2 separate regions of the Canis lupus genome follow, and region 2 is linked to region 1. Evidence: chromatin contacts called from public Hi-C data. All regions are on one chromosome and are shown on one strand. Each heading gives the region's core, a stretch centred on a gene start, on an enhancer-like site or on the middle of the called end of the contact. The rest is flanking DNA. Distances are from core to core; before and after follow the strand shown.

Evidence for each region. Hi-C and Micro-C count contacts between places; a contact is called where the count stands out from the background.
Region 2: a Hi-C map of skin fibroblasts shows a contact between it and region 1, with 2.7 times the contacts expected there. The contact joins two enhancer-like sites. A contact is called at or near these places in 5 of 9 Hi-C or Micro-C datasets (amygdala, blood, liver and 1 more).

Annotation. Positions count from the first base shown.
Region 1 is chr4:76,050,650-76,055,168 of UU_Cfam_GSD_1.0, reverse strand. No RefSeq gene overlaps it. Among named protein-coding and RNA genes, the nearest start is that of MTMR12, 11 kb to the left of the region's middle. Within about 2 kb of position 2,563, at least 5 of the 20 cell types and tissues checked have an H3K27ac peak or open chromatin away from gene starts, as enhancers often do.
Region 2 is chr4:76,137,374-76,142,234 of UU_Cfam_GSD_1.0, reverse strand. No RefSeq gene overlaps it. Among named protein-coding and RNA genes, the nearest start is that of GOLPH3, 45 kb to the left of the region's middle. Within about 2 kb of position 2,939, at least 11 of the 20 cell types and tissues checked have an H3K27ac peak or open chromatin away from gene starts, as enhancers often do.

The DNA.
Region 1 (4,519 bases), core at 1,314-3,813:
ACTTAAAAAAAAAAAGCAAGAGTCTTTTACAAGACATTACCATTTTCTGGGACGCCTGGGTGGCTCAGCGGTTGAGCATCTGCCTTTGGCTCAGGTTGCGATCCCAGGTCTCGGGATCAAGTCCCCCATGGGGCTCCCTGCGTGGAGCCTGCTTCTCCCTCTGCCTGTGTCTCTGCCTCTGCCTCTGTGTGTCTCTCATGAATAGATGAATAAAATCTTTTTTTTTTTTTAATTTTTATTTATTTATGATAGTCACACACAGAGAGAGAGAGAGAGAGGCAGAGACACAGGCAGAGGGAGAAGCAGGCTCCATGCACCGGGAGCCCGACGTGGGATTCGATCCCGGGTCTCCAGGATCACGCCCCGGGCCAAAGGCAGGCGCCAAACCGCTGCGCCACCCGGGGATCCCAGATGAATAAAATCTTAAGAAAAAATTACCATTTTCTGTCTCTCTTACCTTGGCATCGGTTCCCCAATCAATCCATCCATCAAGGTCTAACCCCAGTGTCCCCACCTCTTTGACATCTTCCTTAGAAACTGTTGGAGCCAGTCGAGGGCTCTTCTGAATCTACCCAGAATCTACACTGCGTTGGCCTAGGAACTTGACCCTGTCTTGGAACCCTGCAAAAGGCCTGGCCGCGCAGCTGCCCCGGAGCTCCTCGCAGTGAGCGCAGGCCCTCCTGGCCCCTGGCTCCTGGGCTCCCCCTGGCCGGTCGGAAAGCCTTCCTTCCTGCCCGAGCACCTGAGCCTCCGGACCCTGGAAGCCTCTGGAAAGGAACCTGTGCCCTCTACAGGACCTCCTAGGAAGTGCTGAGCCAGGAAGTCTCAGGCCTCCCCCCACTCTCCGCTTTACCGAAGACTCACATCAGTACCTGCTTTTGCTAATGAAAAAAAAAATCTGAAGACAATTTTTGCTTTTACGAAATGGGAATTGCTTATTTGCTTACGCCATTTCGGCTTACGACAGGCTTCATAGGAATGCTGACTTGCCCATAGCTGGAGAAACGTGTATTCACAGCACAGGCTGGGTGTTCCCTCAGCTCGGCACCGGATCCAGGAAGGTGATGAAGGAGGAGGAGGCTGGGGTCCTTCATCCTCTGTCCTCCTAACCAGCTCTCCGCTGGGCGCACTGGCTCCACACACTCAGGCCTCATGCCCTAGGAACTCGGCCTGCGCCAGCTGGGCCACCCCTACCTAAAGGTGGTGGGGGTGTCACAAGCCCAGAGAAGGGAAACCACTTGCCTGAGATCACACTGATCAGTGCCACCCTGGGATTTAGTTCTGTGACACAGTCTTCTTTCTGAGCATGAATTCTCAGCCAGAGGGGTCTAATGCAGGCAACTTAATCTGGTTATTTCTGAGCTTTATCTTTGTCACTTTAAGTCTTCTAAGCCAGTCACAATCGGTTTCAGAGCTCCCTTCTGTGGTTTTTTCTCCTACTTTCTGGGCTAAATTAAAGGCCCCAGGGTGTACAAAGCCCCAGCCAGGCCTGGGGGCAGGGGTGGGGTGGGATGGGCAGGGCAGGTTGCCTATCTCCCAGACTCAGTCCCATTGCATGTCCTGTGTGTTCATGGGCAGGGAAGGTGTCTGCTTCAGAGGGTGCAGACTTGGGCCTGCAATCAGTCTGGCCTGCCCCTGTGCAGCTGGCTGATGTGGCGATTCCTTAGAGATGAAGCTCAGTCCTCATCCCTGGGGTGGTTTGTGCTGTATCTGTAAATGGGCATTTCCCCTGTGAGGCAGCCTCCCAGTGGCACCTTGGCTCTCTTTCTTCTTTCTTTCTTTCTTTCTTTCTTTCTTTCTTTCTTTCTTTCTTTCTTTCTTTCTTTCTTTCTTTCTTTCTTTCTTTCTTTCTTGATTTTATTTATTTATTCATGAGAGACACAGAGAGAGGCAGAGACACAGGCAGAGGGAGAAGCAAGCTCCCCATGGGTAGCCTGAGACTCAGTCCCAGGACCCTGGGATCATGCCCTGAGCCAAAGGCATATGCTTAACTGCTGAGGCACTCAGGCATCCCTCTTTTTTTTTTTTTTTTTTTTTGTTGTTTCCTAAGATTTTATTTGTTTATTTGAAAGAGAGAGAGAGAGAGAGAGAGCACAAGAAGGGAGAGGGCCAGAGGGAGAAACAAACTCCTTGCTGAGCAGGGAGCCTGATGTGGGCTTGATCCCAGGGCCCGGATATCATGACCTGAGCCAAAGGCAGACGCTTAACTGCCTGAGCCACCCAGGCTCCTCATTAGCTGTTTCCTAATTACTTTCTGGGTCTCATTTGGGGGCCACCGAATACTCTGGATCATTTCCAAAACCACTGGGAGACACAGAAGAGTCAAGAGGGGCTCTTGCAAGGTCTCTAGCATCTGGAAAGTCCAAGCCACAATTTCAACTACTCTATGCCTAGAGGCAGTGGAGGGAGCTTGTCATCAGGGCCACCACACTCTGAAAGTCCCCTATGGGATGCCAGAGTCAGGCTAGCTCTTCCCTTCTCTTGGTTTCCCTGAGCGATGGGGTAACTGTGGGGCAGGGTCCTTGCAGGGATGCTATCTGCTTCTCACTCTGCTCTTTCTCTCCCAGGCTAGCTCTCTCCCCAGCTCAGAGCCCAGCACATGGTGTGTGTGTGTGTGTGTGTGTGTGTGTGTGTGTGTGTGTGTGTGTAGAGGAGGCAGGAGGAAGCAGCAGGCAGAAAAACCTGTTATTTTGTTTGGCTCCTCCATTTCGGATTTCTCTTGACTCATTCCAGGATGATAGAAGTCAAGAGCTGGCATCTGACTCAAAGATGATCTCCAGGAAAGAGGAATGAAAAAAGCTTGTTGATATCTCAAAGTGTCAAGATGGACACGACTCCATGCTTTCCGTGCTGTCCGATCATGCGGAGGCTGCATATATCACAACGTAAAAATAATGTATTATTCCTCCTTCAATTTTAACTGAGACCAGGGCATTATATTTAGATCTTAAAATTTCTGGTACTCTAGCGCTGGTTGGGAAAAATCAAGGGACCTGACAATCCAGGCTGTTATGCTCTAATTTGAAGGAAGACAGCATTGAGAGAACCTTCTCCTCCTTCCCAGTTTTGTTCAGGGCTGCTTCTGGTCTGAAACTGCAAGAAGGGTGGGAGAGCACCTCCTTTCCCACAGAGGAGGGTTACTGGTGCACGGAGCCTAATCATCTTAGAGGGAAGAAGGAAGCTGGTGCTGTCAGAGGGGCCAGGAGAACCTTCTTAAATGCAAACAGGCTGTGCATGCCTCCCTGCTGGGATATTTGATCTCTGTTGAAAGTGCAGTCAAGCCAGTTTTGAGCTTGGCTGACCCATTCCCACTCACTGGGAACCTGAAAGGCTCATTGTTCAGGTGGTTGTAAAAGAACACAGAGGTCGTGAAAGGCCTCACTGTTTTATGTCTGAACTGGTTATCTGTCCCAAGGTGAAAATGTAATCAAAATTGTTTTTTAAAAATCCTTTTTGAAAAAAAAAATCCTTTTTGCCCCCCCCAAAAAAAATCCCCCCCCCTTTTTTTTAAATCCTTTCTGTCCAAAGGCAAAAAGAGAATGCAAGGAATAGAAACGGTTGAGCTGAAAAGAAACATCTCTGTATTTTTTACAGAGTAACTTTCCCGCTGGAGCCCTGTTAATGGTTGGCCATTTCCCTGTTTCCCTCCCGAACACTGGGGTCTATTCACCATTCATTCACCTGGTCCCTGGAACAGATTCCAGGGGCAGCCAAGTAAAGCAGCAAGCAAGGCAATCTCAGATGTTGCAAATATCTTACGCAGGTTTAAGAAATCTGAAAAGAAGTTTTGTGGCTCAGCTGAAACGGGGATGGGGGGTCCGAAGGAGGGAGGGGAATCCATTTCTTCTCCCACCTCCTGTGAGACAACATGGACTGAAGAGAAAATACTAAGAGAAACTTAATCTGAAGCTACACAAGGTTAGAGAAGCAACTGATTCATTCCCCCCCCCCCTTTTATTTCTTTTTTCTTTTTTAAAGCAATCTCTACACCCAACATGGGGCTCAAGCTCATGACCCTGAGATCAAGAGCTACATGCTCCACCAGCTGAGCCAGTCAGGCACCCCCCCTTCACCCCCCTGATTTTTAAAAAGAAGTTTCTTTGCTCTACTTTCCCCGCAGTCTCCTCATGTGCCAGGGCAACACCTTACCCATCCCCAAAGGAAAGGCTCTGTCCCCCTTGATCAGAAGAGGGGCACCCCACATAGGCCTGTGAGGATGACCTCAGAGGGAGCAGGATGTGCAACCAGCAAGAGCCAGGGCTTTGCCCTGGGGTGACACTGCTGGTTCTAGCACAAGCAAGGGTGGGAGATGAGGCTGGCAGGACAGACTGGAGCTAGTTTATGGGCTCCTGGGTGCCAGGCTGAGGACTTTGAAATTTACCCTTAGGTATGTGAAGCTATTGAAGACTTTTTACATCATTTTTTCTTTTTCTTTCTTTTTTTTTTTCTTTTTCTTTTTTAAAAGATTTTATTTATTCATTCACAAGAGACACACACAGAGAGGGAGGCAGACACAGGC
Region 2 (4,861 bases), core at 1,690-4,189, 87 kb before region 1:
TCAACGTGGCTATAGAGCAATTATGATGCTCTTCTGGCAAATGTCCGTAGCTGCCAGAAGGCAGAGGTGGGCAGCGGCTATGGCTCCCTGGCTCTAGGACCCCCCTCCTTAGCAGGGGGCGTCTCACAACGAAAGCCAGCCTCGGACCAAGTCCCTAGATGGGTGTGCACGTGTAGAAACGGCCCAAAACCATCCGTCTCCTGTACCGAGGCTGTGGGAGAGGTCCCTCTCCTTGTCCTCGGGCCAGGACCTGGCACGAAAGTCTCACTCCCAAGATAGACGCCCCTGGACAGCAGAACCAGCTAAGCTGATGGTCCCTGGGGTGATGTGGAGGCCACTGGACCAATGGGGTTTTTAGAGCTCGGGCTCTGCTGCAAAATGCTTATGCTGCGGGGCCTGGTGGAGTTTTATCCGTATGTCTGAGGATGGGGCCCCTATGGGATTCCTAGCCAACCACGGATCCCAAGTATCCACTCATTTTACCACTGAAAATGGTAAAATCCTTTTTTTTTTTTTTTTTTTTTTTTTTTTTTACATTCTGGGTGCTGCTCAACAAATCCTGAGGCAGATCTTAAAGACATCTGAAGGGCTAATGGGCCACCTTTGGAACCTAGATTCCTCTTTATGGTATTTCAAATGCTACAGTGAGCTCCTGGGCTGGAGATTAAATTTACACACACACATACACACCCCTCTCTGTTTACATAAAGTATTTAACCACCACACACACAATACAAGCCTAGCTAACATTTATTGAGCATTTATTATGCAACAGACACTAACGGGAACTCCTAACCCTCCAGCACTTCAGTGAGGTGGGTTTTGGGAATGTTGCCATCCTGCAGATGAGCAAACAGAGACCTTGCCCAAGTCCCACGGTTCATAAGTTGCAAGTCAGGGGTTCTGATTCAGAGAACCCCACTCTTTACTACACCACACGGCCTCTGATGGGGGACGGAGTTAATTTGGAGAAATACAGAAATGTGACATTTATATCGTTAAAAATTTGAGAACCTGAGAAAGATGACTGTGCCACAACCAGTGCGCAGTGAGCTGCTGGCAGAGTGTGGGCTGCAGGGACGTGCTGCTACTCGGAGCTATGGGAGTGGCCCTGTCTACACAGACCCTGCCCACAGCTGGCTGGCCCAGGCTCTCCGCTCCAGGATTTGGAATGAAGACCAAGATTCCAGCTGCAGTGTGACTGGTCTCGTGAAATCAGAGTTGCCGTGGGGGGTGCATCCTGCTTCATCGACTAGGGCCAGGAGACCAGTGTGCAAAGCAGGAGGGCAAAGGACAAGGACACTCAGAGCAGATGGCGTGGGCTTCAGGTTTGGAGATCCAGCAGCGTCTCTGACCTGAACCTTCAAACACACACAACTCCTCTTTTGGGCTTCAGTTGTTGCAGCCCAGTGTTCTCACGGATGCAGCCATTGAAACTTTCCAAGCCAAAAAAAGTCATATGACTGCTCCAGGAAGATCCCGTCACTGAGAGAAGGCACTCAAAGGAGGAGGTCATTTATAATAACTATCCAGCCAACAGAAAATGACCCAGGGGGACAATGGAAATGGAAAAAGGGGACTCAGGGCAGGGGGCCATGAAAATTCTAATTCCTTCCCCAGGGTCCATTATATCCCGGTGGCCAGGTAATTTGGTAAGGATAGGGTTTCTCTTCTCCCACAAAGGACCAATATGCTTCCCTATATATATTTTTTTTGTTTATAATTATTTCTTGAAGGATTTAAATTTTTTCCCAACATTTATTATGTAAAGTTTCAAATACAGCAAAGTTTAAAGAATTTTATGACTATCTGTACTCTCATACACCCAGCTTTAGATCGCCTCACTGACATTCTGCTATACTTGCTTTATCACACACCTAAGCTATCGCCATCCCTCTGCCCATCCATTAACCCATCTTATTGTTGCTGCCAATCACAATTTTTAAAAAAGATTTTATTTATTCATGAGAGACACACAGAGAGAGGCAGAGACCCAGGCAGAGGGAGAAGCAGGCTCCCTGCAGGGAGCCTAGTGGGGGACTCGATCCTGGGACTCCAGGATCACGACCTGGGCCGAAGGCAGACGCTCAACCGCTGAGCCACCCAGGCGTCCCTGATGCTGCCATTCAAAGTCAACTGCAGACAATGGTTCAGTTCTCTCTAAATAATTTGGTGGCAGTATCATTAACTAGAGGTCAATGCTTGCTTAATTTTTTTTTCTTGTAATGTGAATTCAAACACAAACACATCTTAAACCTACTTTTGCCGAGTTTTGGCATACACCTGCGTATCCCAAACTCTTACCAAGTTCTAGAATGCTGCAGCCACATGGATAGAACTAGAGGGCGTGATGAAATAAGTCGGAGGAAGACAAGTACTATCAGATTCACCTACATGTAGAATCAAAAACCGAAACAAATGAACAAACAAAAAAACCCCAAAGACTCTTATTAAATACAGAGAACTGGTGGTTGCCGGGGGGATGGGGGGGCCACAGGCAAAATAAAGGGGATTAAGGGGTACCAACTTCCAGTTATGGAAGAAGTCACAGAGATGAGAAGTACAGCATAGGAACTACAGTCAATAATATAATGACGTATGATGACAGACGGTGACGACACCTACTGTGGGGAGCCGCGAGCCAGTCACAGAATCGTCAAACCACTGTCGTACACCTGAAACAGACACAGCATTGTTTGTCAGGTACATTTCGAGAAAAAGAAAAAAAATCTAGACTGCGACCCCCGTTTTTGGCAGGTCCCCCGTCCCAGCCTGTCCCCACCCGACACTTCCAGACCAGGCCATCCCTCCTGCCACTGTCCTGCCCTAGAGGCCTGGGGATGGGCCTGCGTTCAGCTCTCCAAGAGCATTCCAGCCCCAGCCCGGCTGTCCTGGGGGCAGTCCGAGGGATAGAATGTGCTCGGTCTGCATTCCTGCCCTGCCCGACCCAGGAATGGCACACACTGTACCCTCGCAGGGCGGGGAGAAGCACCACATTCACCGGCCCCAGACCTCAGAGAAAAGGGTAATTTGAAAAGTCCTCCAGTCTGGATTTGAGAGGTGGCTGGGGTGGGGTGGGGGGCAAGCCACACAGCCCTTTATAAAAGTAATACTCAAATCTCAATGAAAAAAAAAAAAGGTAACTGCTTTATAAAAACTGGACTAGCTAGCAAAACTGGAGAGCTTTCTTCAAGGCAGGCCAAGAAAGCTTACTGTGTTGCCACCTGATTATATACTTCGTATCCCTTAATTGCTAGAGGCAGACCATGTAATAGAAGGATTGGAAAAAAGGAACCTGGGCCTGAACCACAAAATGGGCTGAGACGTCTGTGTTTTTAAAGACACAAAAGCACCTCCAACAAATTCTTTTCCTCTTCAATCCGTAAATGGTGTTTAAAATGATATTCCCCACAGCTGGGCTGGTTATGGATACGCACCCGCCTCCGCACGCTGGAATCCTCAGCACAGACAGGGGCTTCCCTCACCCCCTCCATCCTAATGTTCCTGAGGCTCTATGTTGCATTGGGGAGGCTGTTGGAATCGCCAGTGTGGAGGGCCAAGGTCACTACAGAGGCTCCTGCAACGGTGGGGTGGGGTGGGGTGGGGTGGGGTGGAGGGTCCTGTCAGCCCCTCTCTCCGGCCCCAAGGCTGGCTTCATAAACGCTTGCTCGAGAGCCCCAGGGGGGCATAAGCACCCCAAGCACAGCCCAGGAGACTTTTCTACTGAGCAACTTTGGCCACAACCACAGGAGAGGCTTGGAAAACAGGCCAGAGTCCAGGCGCCCTCTGCCCCCAAGTCCCCTGTCGGCGCAGGTGACAGGAAGGCACAGGAGCCAGGAATGTTCCCGACAGGAGCCCCTGCCCCATCCTGTTTCACATCACATGGAATATGGCTAACTCGACCCGCCCAAGTCCCCCGCACTGCCCTCGCCTGGAAACCAAAGAACAAGCAAAAATCAGGAGACTGCCAAGTCCCCCGAAGTCCAGAGCTGCTGAAGAACCCTGCTCATCAGTAGGGTCCTAACTACGACTTGAATTAATAGTCATCGAAGAACCACAGGAAGAAGGTGGTAGCGATGGGGGCTTATTAAGTTGCAGGGATGCCTCAGAGCTGGCGTGGTGACCAGGAGGGGCCTGGGAGCCGAGAGGGGCCGTCTCTCGTCCCTCCAAGGGGCCGGGCAAGGAAGCGAACTCTCCCCACACACCAAGTGACAGGTCTCCATCTAGCCAGTGGCAAACCAGAGGATCCGAAAAATCCCCGGGGGCACACACCACCCTGTCCTGCCAGGGGCCTCTCCTCTCTGCAGGGAGAAACAGAGCCTCTGCTCTTCCGCCGCCCCGTAAGGGAACTCAGATCTCTTTCAGCAAGAACACAGACTTCTCGAATTACATTCGCCCTCAGAAGCAGAGGCGGTAATATTTAACTTCACGTATTTAGAAAGCCCTTTTCCTTTATTTGCCCTATTTTTATTGTTCATCGTAGTATTTAATTGCCACCTGAAATTTCACCTTATTTTTTAAAAATATTTTATTTATTTATTCATGAGAGACACACGGAGAGAGAGAGGCAGAGGCAGAGGGAGAAGCAGGCTCCATGCAGGGAGCCTGACGTGGGACTTGATCCCAGGTCCCCAGGATCCTGCTCTGGGCTAAGGCGGCGCTAAACCACTGAGCCACCCGGGCTGCCCTCATCTTATTTTTTTATAGTAAACTCTACCCCCACTGTGGGGCTCCAACTCAGCCCCCCAAGATCAAGAGTTGCATGCTCTGGGGCCTCTGAGTGGCTCAGTGGTTGATCATCTGCCTTCAGCTCAGGGCATGATCCCGGGGTCCTGGAATTAAGTCCTGCTCAGGCTCCTGC